Linked DNA regions of Rattus norvegicus: region 2 is linked to region 1. A link is a contact called in public Hi-C data. All regions are on one chromosome and are shown on one strand. The core of a region is the stretch at or near the end of the contact, and the rest is flanking DNA. Distances in the headings are between cores, read along the strand shown.

What was found. Hi-C and Micro-C count contacts between places; a contact is called where the count stands out from the background.
Region 2: a Hi-C map of psoas muscle shows a contact between it and region 1, with 4 times the contacts expected there. The contact joins the promoter of Txlnb here to the enhancer-like site in region 1. A contact is called at or near these places in 3 of 12 Hi-C or Micro-C datasets (frontal cortex, hepatocytes and psoas muscle).

What each region holds. Positions count from the first base shown.
Region 1 is chr1:14,141,258-14,143,957 of GRCr8, forward strand. No RefSeq gene overlaps it. Among named protein-coding and RNA genes, the nearest start is that of Cited2, 10 kb to the left of the region's middle. Within about 2 kb of position 1,309, at least 15 of the 93 cell types and tissues checked have an H3K27ac peak or open chromatin away from gene starts, as enhancers often do.
Region 2 is chr1:14,223,398-14,226,097 of GRCr8, forward strand. It overlaps Txlnb (taxilin beta), which reads left to right and starts at 1,322. Exons shown (of 10, transcript NM_001135859.1): 1 at 1,322-1,462.

The DNA.
Region 1 (2,700 bases), core at 59-2,558:
CAGAATGATATTTGAATGTCAAAATGTGTAAGAAAATGAACCTCTTAAGACACAGGAAATGGCCACACATTTAATATCATCTCTTGGAAGTAGAGGCAGGCAGATCTCTGTGAACTTGAGGCCAGCCTGGTCTACAGAGGTAGGCCCAGGACAGCCAGGGCTACAGAGAGAAGCCTTGTCTCGAGAAAATAAATACAGGAGGTATAACAGTCAGTCTGTGTATACTTAAATGATCTTCCTGGACATATCCAGACTTGTCTGCCCTAAGGGTGAGCCTACCGGCTTTCTTACCGAAATGAACAGTAGACTGGGATTAAAAAACATGGGTCTTACTCTGCAACTAAATAGCCGTGTAATTTAATCACCGCTGCCTCAAGTTTCTCCATCAGCGAAATGAAGATGTTTAATTAATATAACTTGTATTCAAATTCTCATGAAAGAAACATCGGCCCCATCCCTATCGCTTTTCTTTCTGTGGAAAGACGGGCTACGCGAGGAGCTGCGTCAAATCCTATTACGGCATCTCCTTACTTTTCCGTTTCTGAGGTAAGCGGGAGCCTGGCGGTGAGCCACAGACTGGATCCAGCTGGGCGGGCGCTCCGAGAGTTGAAGCCGTCTCTGTAAACATCCCCTACATTGTCGTAATAACATTACGCTGTTGTTGTATGCTGAGATTTACTGGCCTTCAAACAAGTATCCGAACCTTACCAGCCATGAAATATTTCTTGTGCACGACACTTTTAATGCTTCAGGCGACTACAAGACATCCATTGCCGGTACAGTGGTTCCAATTACGTGTGCTAAAATTTCTAACCAACTCTTCATTTCAAGTTCTGCCTCACTCCCTTATATATTAATTTGGTCACTCGGGACTTAGGAGTAGAAAGCATTCAATCGATATTAGGACTCTGATTTCTTCAAACTACTCCTCCTGATGCACGATTTTCATCACCATCACTGTTATTGTTATTTAATCCCTCAGAGAGAGAATCCTATGATTTGATGCTAACTTGGACGAAGCAAAATTGACAACTGTGAGCTTTAAGCAGGAAAGGGCCAACAGTCTGCCTGTTCGTCTAGTTTTCCTTATCTAACTTCCCACCACCATAGGCCTCCATCTATCCTCAGTTACTTGGATAGATGACAGATTGATATGTTAAAACTAGTTGCACAAAAGGAACTGTGGGTAATCGTGCGGGTAACTACCCAGGAAATGACTATTTTGCACACAGAAGTGAGGGTTCTAGTACAAGGACGCATTTCACATACTGGCCACCAGGTGGCGCTAAGGTCCTATCAATTTTATTCGCACTTCCTTCTGAGTGGCTACCAAGACTAGATTGACACTTGCTTCAGCAACTAATCTCCACCGCATTTGCTTTTACTGAACCATAACAGGTTCTGTACGACCTACAGTAAACTTCAAGGCAGGACCAAGTCAAGGATGCCTGCACACACTCTTTCGCTACAGTCCACCAAAATTAGAATTCACAAAAGGTGTCCTTTTCCTAAGGGTCTTTTTCCTTTTTCAAGTCCCCTCCTCCTGTCTTCCTTTCGCTCAAGAGCCAATGGCTCGATTTGATGCCCCGCTAAGAACATTTGTACCTTAAAAGAGAGACTGAAGGAACAGAGGTAGGACTTTGTAAGTATTGGAAGGCTTTTGTGCCTCCCCTTACCTGTTTCTTCTCCCATCCACAAGCCAGCCAGCTCTGAGGTCAGCTTTGCTCCATTGTTCAGTCTTAGATAAGGGTTTTCATTCCTGTTTCACCATCAGCCAATTCTTCTATTACTGGAGGTTCAGGCAGCATCAAGACACTGGGGTTTTTACAGCCCAGATATGCAATGCTGGTCTCCAACCCACCCAAGCATCCTCATCCCAAATCTGCATACCGCTGGCTACACACACACACACACACACACACACACACACACACACGCACGCACACACACACACACACACACACACACCCCGCCACACACACGTTTCTCATATACCTTTAAGCAGAATCTAAGACTGCATTCAAACTCCTCTTCGCCATTAGCAGCCCTCACCATGCTAATTGGCATCTCTGGGAGTTAAATTATCTCCATCTGTTGACTCTCTGTGATTGCTCCTCCCCAAGACTCAAGACTCAGACTTTGCCTCACCGGTGAATGGATCCTGGATGCTACCTTCTTCCCCCGTGGAACTCTTCAACCTTACTCCTGTTTTCCTCATGACACTTGTCGTTTTGTTTTTCCGGTGTTGACAAATCATTTGACATTCTTCTCCTCAGATGGTGGCGTGGTACGGCTTCCACAGACCTGGGGTTTCACTCTCTGCGTTTTCTACCACTGACCTTGCGAGGCTCATTCAGAAAAAGACCACACAGTTCCCTCCCACTCCTCTCAGGGCACACCCCTTTGGAGCCCTGAGTCTCACCACCTTGAGGCTGACACGCTGTGAGTAAGCCAGGTCACATGGAGTTGTTCCTGCCACCCATTCCCACAGACGTTCCCAGTAGATGACCTGTGTCAACCAACATGGCTGCCGGTGCTTCCCATCTCAGTGACGGAATTACCCTCCAACGCTGAGGTTAGACATTATGGAGCAGAGAGGAGTGTGAGCCTCCCCACTTATGACCCACAGATCACAGCGAGCATGGCAAAACCAAAGCTTGTGGAATCAGTTGGTAAATACCAGGAGCAACTTTGCCATTT
Region 2 (2,700 bases), core at 72-2,571, 82 kb after region 1:
CTCCTGAGGGAAAGGTCCTCTCCGGAGGTCTTTTCACTCTGATTCTCAGCCTGCTTGCCTTATTTATAAGGACCCTGTGATTAGTAGGCCTCTCAGATCATTCTAGACGATCCTCCACCACACAATCCTTAACCACATCTGCAAGTCCCTTTCTCAGGTAAAGTGCCAGATTCAAGAGCTCCCCCGGAGGACATGGACGGCTTCTGAGTGACTGTGTTCTCAGAGATGCTGTGCACAGACTATACTCAGAGCAGAAACTTTGACAGAAAAAAAAAATCTGCTTTGGTAAAAGATGGAAATACATTCTCCAGAAAAATTAAGACACCCGGGAGTGGCTTAAGTTAGGAGGAAGGCTTGTTTCCTTCAGATAGGATATTAACACTTCCTTCTGACTGTCCTGGAATTCACCATATTGACCGGGCTGGCCTCAAAGTCACAGAGAGCCACCTACCTCCGCCTCTAGGCCCTAGAAAGGCATTTTTAGGGTGAGTCAGCTCATGAGATGCCAGTTCTGGACACCCCACACTCTCAGAGACTACCTAAACCACAGTTCCTAAAGCCACCTAGATTCATTTCAAACTTCGCCATATATGTAGCAGAGGGTGAGCCTTGTTGGGCATCAATGGGAGGAGAGGCCCTTGGTCCTGTCAAAGCTCCATGTCCCAGTGTAGTGGAATGTCAGGGGCGGGGGTGGGGGCGTGGGCGTGGGAGGGGGGGCACCCTCATAGAAGCAGGGAGAGATAGCAGATTTCTGGAGGGGAAACTGGGAAAGGGGAGATAACATTTGAAATGTAAGTAAAAAAAAAAATCCAATAAAAGAAAAAAAAAACTTTGCAAAAACAATAACAACAACAATCAGATAGTAGTGTCCCCAGAACTCCAGCCTCTGCCACCTCTCTTGTGCTTCGCCCCGTCCAGTCTTTGGTGATTCAAAAGAAACCTGACACTAACTGATAACCAAGCCCAATGGACATTGACTGAATCATCAACCAAGAGGGAGGTAAAGCAAAAAAAAAAAAATAAAAACACTCGCTGTCCAAAATAACAACCATGCGGGTGGGGGCTTGGCGAGGGGGGGGGAGGGGAGGGAACGCACCAGGAGGCCATTCATCTGGATTTGAATTTTAAAGAGGGCTAAACAGGGAGAGTCCCACAATCTACTGGCTGCCTTTCTTTCAAAGGATACTCACTTGGCGACACCTACTGAAGCATGGGCAGACATCACTCTTGCTGCGTCAGGGGACGTTCCCTTCCCCACCCCCTCCCTTTGTGGGCGTGTGTGTGTGTGTGTGTGTGTGTGTGTGTGTGTGTGTGTGTGTGTGTGTGTGTGCGCGCGCGCGTTTGTGTCTGTGTGATTTCTCCCTCCTTGTAAGAACACAGCCCGCGCCTGTCCCTGCTGCTGCTGCTCTCTCTGCCACCTCTTTCCTCTCCTTTCTCTTCCCGCTTAGCTCCCTTCCTTCTGGTAAGTGTGGCAAACACTCCCCCAAGCCCAGCCTGTAGTCCGTAGTATTCAAAAGTTGCAGATGCCGGTGAATGGTGGAAGGGCCTTCCATTGTTCAATGTCTAAAGACAAAAGTGTGGATCCTGAAGGGATGGTGTGTGTGCCTGGGCAGCCACGGGGACTGCTAGGGCAGGAGACATTCCTCCTCACCGGAGGACCAACAAAGTTTGTAAAGAACAGACTTTAGAGTTTCTTTGCTAGAAGGAACTCCTCACCGGAGGACCAATATAATTTATAAAGGAGAGATGTTAGAGTTTCTTTGCTAGAAGAAACTTTACTACATCGGGGACTATTGTAACACTATTGTAACGTTCTTCAGCTCTGTTTGTATTTGGTTTTCCTGCTTGTTAATTTGTTCCGAAGCACTTTAAAGAAGTGAATTGTCCTGTAAACAAAACAGGTTACTGTTTTAAAAGAAGGTTGGGGTTTGGAATACAGCACAACAGGGGAGTATTTGAGGTGTTGGGACTGATTCCCAGTGCTACACACACACACACACACACACACACACACACACACACACACAATTAATGTGGAACAGGAATTTAAAGAATATCCATGGACTAAAGTATTTAAAAAAACAAAAACAAAAAAACAACTGTAGCATCTGATGGCTTGAATAGATCACAAGAACATTTTCTCGTAGCCTAACCACAGTACCATGCCCATGGACTGTGTTGAAGTGACTGCTTTGGAATTTGATTGACTATAGAGCTCACCCAATGATAATCTCCCCTACACTTAAAAGCTCACATATGCATTCAAACCAGTAAATGTTCACTATTTTTAGTCTGACTTAGAGCCTATTCTCTTGACTTCAGGGATGAAGGGCTAAATGTCAGAACTCATTTTAGAAGAACTTAAAATAACTCCTGGCTGGACAGCAGGTGACACGTGTCTCTCTGTGTGCTGGGGGTGGGGGGTGGAGGGTGGGTGGGGGGAGGCAGGAGTTATATATAGCAGAGAGCATAGCGAGCGGAGGTCAGGATCTAAATCGCAGTGGTGGAGACATCGCCATATTTTGTGATAACCCAGCGGCTGGATTAAACGAGTGAACTTCCTTCTAAGTCAGCGAAGGCTGGGTGGGCGCCACAGGTGGGTAGGGAGTGTCTGTATGCTGCATTCCCCACTCTCGTGTTGGCATGCAAGTGTTCGACACCTACTGCATTCAAGTGCTTGGCACTTGCCCTAAAAGATGG